3 separate regions of the Mus musculus genome follow, and regions 1 and 2 are each linked to region 3. The links are chromatin contacts, called in public promoter capture Hi-C maps. All regions are on one chromosome and are shown on one strand. The core of a region is the stretch at or near the end of the contact, and the rest is flanking DNA. Distances in the headings are between cores, read along the strand shown.

Region 1 (2,993 bases), core at 414-2,913, 960 kb before region 3:
GGCTTTGCCTTTCAGTCCCACATCCTGTCTGGCTCTGCTCAACTCTTAGCTCCCTACAAACCACCTCAAACCCTGGCCTGTGCCTGCCTTTTAGGAAGCAGAGTACTCCAGCCCCAGGCTGATTCTTTTCAGCATCAGGCGCCTGGGTGGTTCCTCCCTCCCCTACACCTACACACACACACACACACACACACACACACAAAACTGGGATGTGAGGAAAGAGGACATGAGTCACAGAGAATTTATAGGAGTTGCGTATGCACAGCCACACTTACCACCCCCCATCTCAAGGGGCTTTCCCTGGTACCCCCGAAAGACTGGGAAGAAGGCATTCGCTATGCTGCATATCTCCTTCAAAAATGAGGTCTGAGAGGTATATCCAGGTAACCCACAGGATTTCCTCCAACTTCCCCACCTACTCCCATTAATTCAACCAGTCTAGCTGTACACAGGCTGGCGGGGACAGCCCCAAGCCAGGGTGGGCAGTGTGGATGGAGCGTGATCCCTAGGACACTTAAACACTAGTCACATCCCCATGCGTGAGCCCCGGCTGTCCCACAGCAGCAAGGCGGCTGAGCATCTGATGGTGGGAGGCAGAGGCCGGAACTTCGTGGCTGTGTTAGAGCCTCCAGCTCCGAAGACTTTGCATCTAGGCTCTGCTTAGGCCAGAATAATTGGGGACTCAGGCCAAGCCGGGACATTAGGCCGAAGGCCAACATGGCATGGATGGCCTGGCTAACACTCCCTGTGAAAGGCGGCTCCAGCGGAACTGCCCCACTAACCCTAAGAGAGACAACGAAAACTTCACCCAGGGCCGGGAGAGGGGTCTGGAACTTCTGGGACCTTCCCTAGGACAAGCCACTAGCCTTCCTTATTCTCTTGATTTCCCAGGTGATCCAACAGGCCTTTGTACTCTGCTCCCCCCGAGATCTAGGCGAGGAATCACTCTTCGGGCAACACCTTTTCCTTAACTTTAAAGCCAGAAGTCAAGGAAGAGCTGGACTCCAGCTTTCAGCCCAATTCCCTAACACTCCCTAACTTCCCAAGAGGGTACGAGGAAGAGTTGGGGATTGGGGTGTTTTGTTCTTCCCCACCCCCCTTCACTCTCAGACACATATACACAACACAGGAGCGGGATCTTTCCTAGTCTTCTCAACCTCTCAGCTCAGATCAGCTCCAAAACCCGTCTAGGGCGGCGTCCAGACCCGCCAAGCAGTAGCAGCCTCCAGTGGTCACATCCCATCCCTATTCCCGCCATTCCCCATCCCAGGCCAGAACTCCCACCCCTAGCCAGCCTGAGGCCCTGTTTCTTACTCCCTGCCCGGAACTGGAGCGTCTGGGTTGAGTCGCTCACGGAGATCTAAGTGTGTCCCTGGCCCAGCTAGGGAGGTCCAGAAAGGAAAGACTCAGAAAGGGAAGGACTCTGGGCTCTGGTTCGAGAGCTTGGAAGGCTAGAGCGCCTGGCCCACAGCTTGGGGCGCTCTCTCTTGCCTGGCCCGGAACACCCCCCGCCCCCCAAGCCGCTCCCGGAGCGATCCGGGAATCGGGAAAGTGCTCTCCTCCGAGGTCAGTTCCCACGACGCCTCGCCACCCACCAGCTGGGGCCCCGGTACCTTGGGCTCCACCGCCTCCAGCTGCGCGGCCAGTGCCGGAGGCTGAGACTGACCCGGGCCCCGCCCCACTCTCCAGCACCGCTCTGGGGCGGGTCCATCAAGGGAAGGGGGGGGGGGTCGACGGGGGCGGCCCTTAGCTTGGCCCGCCTCCGCTCCCGGCCCCGGGCGGCCGCAGGTCACCCCGGCTGAGGACCCGGCAAGGGGCGTAGGGCTGGCTGGAGCTGGAGGAACTGTGCCCGGAGATGTCTGGATTGCTGGGTGGTGAGCGGGCGGGTGGGACCCCGGATAACTCGGCCTCTGCCCCACTTCCAACCCGTGGGGGGCGGACCAGCTTCGGGAAAGTTGAGCGGCTTCCAGGGTGGGGTCAGCGAGGGCCACTGCTGCCCTCGCGTGGCCATCCAGACCTCGAAGCTCCAGTATTTCCTACACCCTACCCGTGACCGAGGGGATGGGTTATACAGAAGCTGCCCACTCTCTTATCCAGGAATCACTGCAGTAAGTGCAACGTGACGCTATCCAGAGCCCTGGAGACCTTTTGTGATCTGCAGTCCCCAGCCACCATCGCCTTAAAAGTCCCTTCCTTCCTTCGCTGGGAATTTCCCGACGTCCTGTTAAGAGCACACTCCTGGAAGTGCTGCCGTGTCCTCAGCTGGAAACTGACCTCACACTCCTATTGTATTGTTGTGCTGTTGATCCCAATCTGAGGTGTTACTTACCTGATCCTGTATCTCCTTCCTTATAAAGAGCCAAAGAAATGGGTGTATAAGGAAATCTACCAATGCTTTATTTACTAGTGCTGGATACTTTAAACACACAGGTCTCTAACTCTGGAATAAGTTCACCCATACCCGTTCCCTTTTGCCTGTAAAGAAAATGAAGCCCAGAGAAGTGGTTTCTCACTATTTGTGACAGCAGGAATTTCCAGTGAGGTGAGCCACGATGACACACAAGAAGCAAAGGCAGATGGATCTCTATGAGTTAATTCCAGGCCATCCTGGGCTACAAAAACTAAATCAGTCAAATTTACAAGCAGGCCTGTGAGGCACCCAGGCAGGTGCTGGCTGCCTGCTGCCTGCCATGCTCCCCCTCCTACCTGCCCTCTGTACCATTCAACCAAACTCTGCTCGTCATAGGTTTCAACAAGTATTTCCCAGAATAAATGTATGTCATATGGAGTCTACTGCAGGTGCAGCTGGCCGGGTGGTTCATGCCTGTCATCTCAGCACTCCCGAGGGGGCAGAGTTACCACAAATTCCAGGCCAACATAGGCTGTGGAGTGAAGCTGTCTCAAATCCAGGCAGACAACATACGTAGACACTCACTCAGGATTGGAAGCATGGACCATACATTTGATAAATCATATAACTGAGGTGAAGGGTG
Region 2 (3,179 bases), core at 371-2,870, 730 kb after region 3:
GTCACACTATCCCAGGCTGGCCTCAAACTCATTACATAGTAAGGAGTGACCTGGAGTTTCTGAGTCCCTTCTTGCACCTCTCTTATGCTGAGTGGGATGGGACCACCACCATACCCAGTTATGAAGTACTGGGATTGAACCCAGGATTCTTTGCACGTTGGTGACAAACATGCCCTAATTTTAAATTTTAAATAAGAAAAGGAAAGAAATTGCCTACTGTTCTCAATCAAAAACACTGATATTTCTGCATCTAAAAAAAGTCAATTGCCACATTTAACAGACTAACAAGAGGCCTTGAGACACAATTACTACAGTTGCTGGTTTCTGTCTTTGAAAATACTCCAGATCACTCTTACGTATCCCTAGTAGAAACCTCATGGTTACAGACTGCTATTCCTTTTTAAATTTCCCATCTCTCCCTAAAATACACACACACACACACACACACACACACACACACACACACACACAAGTAGAGAACACAAATGTCTATAATAAAAACTGTACAAATGCCACAGCCACACATTAACTTTGTTTTAGAGAACTCAGATCTTTTTATAAGCAGCCCCTGAATTTGCAAAATAAAAGTCTTGTTTTGAGGCAGTACTCTCAGCTCACTTTATGAAATACCTTCAGCTAATCTAAGGCAAAGTAACAGATTTTCTGATTGGTACAAGCTTCATGGTAAATGATTGCACTACGGTATACAGATAGCATGCTATTTTAGAAAATGTCATGACTCAGTTAAGAATAGCTCTGCTCTTCAAACAATGGTGATTATGTGGAAATGACGCTTAGATAACTTATTTACATAGTAAACAGAAGTTAGAACTTTCTCTAACAATACAGGCGAATCAGTAGTAGCTTTGGGATAAAGGTTTACCAGGGTGCCTACTGTACTAGGCACTTAGTAGTTTTACAAACTACACATGCTCCGGGGTGCATGTGTGTGTGTATCAAACAACAATGCCTGACATTTGTAGAACACTGTCATTCCTCTCAGAACATGAGAACCCATGAGCGTCCCAGTTTTGCACTCCGGGGACACACACCTCTTAGAGTTAACCCTGACGGAGGTGTGACGGTTTGTTTGCGGCTCTGAGCTCCAGAGCGAAGCCTTTTGACTCACAATCTAATCATCATCTTCTCTCCTGGTTACTCCACAGTCCTACTCCAGTCCCACTGTAGGAATTTTATCTTAAAAAACTACTTGACGACTTCCTCTATCGTGCCTGCCCCGTAGTTCCGAAGCAAAGCGCGCGAACACACGCTTTACCGCTTGTCTGAAGTGCTCCGTCCGGGCACGTCCAAGTTCAAGACCGCCTGATAGGCGCGTTTCCTCGCGGCGGCGAGCGCCTGGGCTCCCCGGCCCTGCACCCCCGACCGCGCCCGCGGCTCGCAGGCTGACACCCGCCTTCCCCTGGCCCGAGGTACCCAGCTCTCGGCTGACCACGAACACACGGGACGCCATGGGGCGACGCCAACAGCTGAGCGGCAGAGGCCCCATGGCCCCACTCCCTCGCTGCATCCCGTCGCCTACCTGCCTGGGCCGCGACGCCGCCTCGCGCAGGGATCCCAGACTCGCGTCGGTGGCCTCTGGGATCCAGCGCCCACATCTTCGTCCCGCCCCCACAGGTTCCGCAGTCCCCGCCCTCCAGGCTAAGACACGCCCTCTTTTGCCTGGGCACGCCCCCGAGCTCACCCAGTAAGGCTCTGTCCTTCCAGGGCTCTCCTCAAGGCTCGGAACCCACGCCAGGCGGTCTCTCCGCCCCCAGCGCTGGGGTACCAGTGTGCGCTGCACCGCGCTGGTTCCACGGTGCAGCCCCTGCCCAGGCCTGGAGCCAAAGCTCTATCTCCGGATCTACGGTCTGTGCGACTACACGAGACAGACCTTTACAGCAAGGCAGAGCCTAGTAGAACCAGAGGAGCCAAACAGCAACTTCTTTAAGAAAACCCCAAAGCAGCTCAGGGAGCAAACATTCATCGGGAATGCCAGCTAGTAAAGAGATGCCAATAACGCACCTGGCCCCGGGTTTGGAATCACAAGCCGGATGCCTTTGGTGCCTAGTCCGGGTGCCGACTGGGTTGCCACACCCACTTGAGACTCACGCTTAAATTCTCCCTACCACACGATCTTGCTCAGGTATGCACATGGCTCTGTGCCTGCTGCAAGAATAGCCCAGTTTCACTCTGCGAGACTGGGATGAGTGGAACCTATTTCCCAGCACGATCTAACTGCCCCACCTCACCGCGCCCCGCCCCACTCCACCCCACCCACTCCATCCGACCTTGTGTCTGGTAACCAAACTTCCCTGGCTTGTTCACACAGAGGTACCAAAATAGAAGACTGCCACAGAGAGGTGTTTAATTACACATCGCGGATGACTGTCACCAGCCAACTCAACCAAGACTTGGAAAAAAAAAAAAAAGTCCCAATCCCTTGTGAAGCTATGAGGTGGGGACATGAGGTGGGGACAGTAAAAGGATTACTTTCTACCTGAGGGAGAAGTATTGACAATTCCTTTAAAATACTCCAGTGAGGAAATAAATGTAAATATGGTTTGGAATACATTGCAAACTCCATTGATCCCTTACCTAATGTGTATGTCTTTAAATGTAGACATGTGTGTTCTTTATTATTTTTCAAACTTCTTATCCTCCTACCCCTGCTTCTGGGGTGCAAGCATAGTCCTGAGCCAACACAAGTGGCATTTAATCTAGTCTGTTTGGAAAGTATCACAGATAGTTGTACAAGGTGAAATTCGGGACTAAAACAGCGTTTTTAAGATTTACATTTTGAAGTTTGCATCCACGAAGATTCTTTAGCAGGATGAAGATTTGAATTCCAAGATGAACGTTAATTAACATGCATGTGTTCTACTGCCCTCTCATGGGTAGGATGGAGCTACACCTAATGGTGAGAGGTGTCCTTTAAGTCTGAAGATAATACATAGTAATTTGTATTATTTTAGTGACTAGGAAGCCAACATGAAATAAAATCAGGTCCTTGATAAATATTCCCCGAAAAGCAATTTGAACTTCAAGAATGGGGAAGAGGAGTCTTACCCCACAGCTAGTATGAGCACGTCCCAAGGGGCACACCTAAGCTCACGGCTACCTGTGCAGAAAGTGAAAACACTCAGGAATTTGCTCGAATTTCATTGTGATAAGTCTTGAGG
Region 3 (3,089 bases), core at 94-2,593:
CAATATTTCTGAATCTTACTGCTAGACCCTGGGATAAGGGGAAGAGCCCACTCCCAACAAAATTAAGCACTAAAAATATGAATAATGGAATAAAGATACTAGCCACACTAGCCTGGTGACCCGAGTTCAATCTCTTAAACCTACACAAAGGTGGAAAGGGAGAATTCCACAATATTGTCCTCTGGCTTCCACAGACATGCAGTGGCACATGTGTCCCCCTCCCCACATCATACAGTAATAGTAATAATTAATAATAACAAATATACATAAAAGATTATTTTCAAAGAATAGTTAACTATGAACATGATCTATGCACACAAAGGGCAGCTCTGATAAAGATGAGTTCCTTCTATAGTACTGGGTTTTTATTAATGTCTGAAGAATTAGCAATCACATTTCCCTCTATAGCTTCTTGAACAAACATATACCTCCAAATCCTCACAGAATATTTCTATTTTTAGTATACAGAAACAGGGAAGGAAGGAAGGAAGGAAGGAGGGAGGAAATTAAAGCTTGAAATAGAATAGAACAGCAAACAACATTAAAAAGCAAAAATCTGACCTGTCCTCCAATGGTTACCGCAATGATATTATTGGCAGAAGCTTCCAGCTCTCCATTGAACTGATCACCCAGTATTCGAAGGCGGCCAACAATGATAGCCACATCAAAAGAGTAATCCTCTCCTAAGACAGGGAAAACATGTTCACCATGTTGAAGGAACGGAAAGTCTCCTGAATCCCAGCAAAACAGAAATGTTCTATAGTTGGTCCCCCCCCACCCCCCACCCCACCCCCCACCCCCGAGAGAGAGGGTTTCTCTAGGTACCCCTTGCTGTCTACTCACTCTGTAGACCAGGCTAGCCTCTGCTACTTTTGCAATTCTTTTAAACAGTTTTGTCATTGTCTATTCTCAGTAGTAGCAGTCATATAATCTTCTCTATTGAGAAGATCCTTTATTTCAAATGTTGCTAAAAGTTTAGGACTCGCTTTTTAAAGCTTGAGAGGAACTAGAGGAAGCAGACTCTGGTTCTATTACCCACCTGTAATCACCACCTCAGATTAGGAGCCTTACCTGAGCATGGTTCATCTGCACCCGATAGGTTCCGGTTAGCAGCGTGGGATAGTGGGGTCCTGAAGTCTTTGAGTAGAGAATTCACGATGCATTCTGTTTGCTCCTCAAAAGTCCGAGGGTTTTTCATTTTAGACATTCTCCACAAAGCTTAGCAGGAAGTTAGAGAACCTGGCAAACCAGTTGTGGCTGCCTACCTCTTATTGCTTCCTAATTGGATATGTCCTAAAATAGTTCCCATTAACTTTCCAAATGAAACTGCTCAAAGGGGATGACAAAGACTTTGCAGTTCCTTATCTCAGAACCACACCCTTGCCAGTATGTAAGAGTAATGGATAGCTCTTACAGATAAACTATCTATAGCTGAAATAAACTGAAGAGGTAAGTTGAGCAATTGTAATGAATTGAAGAAGGTTCTCTTGAGTAATTTAAGAAATACTTCCTGCTAGGTTCTGTAACTGATGTAATTTCAAGGGAGGTGAGATACCAGAGGTCAACTTCTGACTTGGGCATCCCTTTGGCACAATTAGACAAATTATTTACTGAACATTTGTATGTAGAAGACTATACTTGGCACTATAGACAACACAGAAAATGACACAGGCATGGCTCCTTGTGAAGTGTACATTTCAGCAGAAATGGCAGCTACTGACAAATCACAGAGCTTCTTGTGCCCTTGAGATACGGTGGATGAGGAGAGGACAAAAGCCAATAGGCTGGGGAAGCTGCCTTACAGTAGTGACATCTGAGGCTAGGGATTTATTAGGCAAAACTAACATAAAATAAAATAAGTAAAGGACTAAGACTCGTGGAAGGCTGGCAAAGATAAAGGCCAGGACAGTGGAGGAAAAACCCTGGTTGGGCATTTGAGTAATTAAAGTAACAAGATATTTCAAAGGGAAATTATACAAATTAAGATAACACTATCTGAAATGATCTGACAATGTCTGGTATGTGGCAAATGGTAAATATCCTTTGTTTAGCTCAAAGCTTAGTAATCAGGAAACCGTGATTCATTCTTTAACAAGAAGTTTGTCCTGAAGTATTAAACTTCATTATTGTTTTTAGGAGAACTCAGGCTTGAACACTCGCCTGCAGTGGCTGCCTGATCTACAGAGTGAGTTCCAGAACAGCCAGGGCTGCACAGAGAAACCCTGTCTCAAAAACACAGAAAATAAGATTTGAAAATATTTCTCTTTTGCCCAGATTCCCATTCCTTCAAGCACAGCGGTGCCCTATTCTCAAATCTGGGCTTGGCTTCATTAATAAGGCAGCCTCTAGCTGGAGAGACTTTGTGGTCTGGGTCTCAGATACATCATTCTAACCTACCAGCAAACCTAACACCCACATTTCTCTTTTCCAGTAAAATAAACAGCTTCAATTGTAACAGTAAGAAATTCAAGCATCAACAGTAGGTCAGTTATTCAGAATGGGATTTCTATCCTGCAACATAGTCAGAAGCAATATTCTATTTTCTGCCCATTCTAAATGAATGAATGAATGAACAAAAGAACAAATATAGACAGACAGATAGACGGATGCCACACCCACTCGAGTGAAGTCTGCGTGACAGGCCTGAAGGCTTGGACGCCTGAAGGCTTGGACGCCGTCCTGAGGCAAAGAGTTTCACGGAAACTCAGGCTCCTGGAACCTTGGCAGGAATGCTCCAAACCTGTCCCTGCATTAGTCAGTGAATGGGTCTGTGTATGTTCTTTCAGTATTTTATTATAGGTGCCTCCAAGAAATGATTTTACTAAAACCTAAATCAGGTTGAACTCTACTGTCTGGCCTTCACCAATGTCCTAGGCAGTCCTTTAGCTGACCCTGGGCTTGGAATTTTTTAAGAATGATATTCATCCAGAGGAAATGCCCCAGTGCTGACAGTCAGTAATCAGGCATCTCAGTTTGCCAGATCAGAGCTAGTATTCTCAGGGCTAGTTCAAAATAGTAAACTTAGAATTCTCATTGCAGACATGAATGGCAGCCTACATTACATAATAGTAGAAGGGTTGTGGTTTTAG

The links. Promoter capture Hi-C pulls out the DNA fragments that hold promoters and counts their contacts.
Region 1: a promoter capture Hi-C map of liver shows a contact between it and region 3, with 2.7 times the contacts expected there. The contact joins the promoter of Rhoc here to the promoter of Bcl2l15 in region 3. A contact is called at or near these places in 4 of 39 promoter capture datasets (hematopoietic stem and progenitor cells, liver and pre-B cells).
Region 2: a promoter capture Hi-C map of the 3T3-L1 cell line shows a contact between it and region 3, with 2.5 times the contacts expected there. The contact joins the promoter of Dennd2c here to the promoter of Bcl2l15 in region 3. A contact is called at or near these places in 2 of 39 promoter capture datasets (the 3T3-L1 cell line and liver).

What each region holds. Positions count from the first base shown.
Region 1 is chr3:104,787,704-104,790,696 of GRCm38.p6, reverse strand. It overlaps Rhoc (ras homolog family member C), which reads right to left and starts at 1,663. Exons shown (of 5, transcript NM_007484.2): 1 at 1,614-1,663.
Region 2 is chr3:103,101,100-103,104,278 of GRCm38.p6, reverse strand. It overlaps Dennd2c (DENN/MADD domain containing 2C), which reads right to left and starts at 1,620. Exons shown (of 19, transcript NM_001384113.1): 1 at 1,541-1,620.
Region 3 is chr3:103,830,950-103,834,038 of GRCm38.p6, reverse strand. It overlaps Bcl2l15 (BCLl2-like 15), which reads right to left and starts at 1,343. Exons shown (of 4, transcript NM_001142959.1): 1 at 1,072-1,343; 2 at 562-683. The coding sequence starts at 1,207.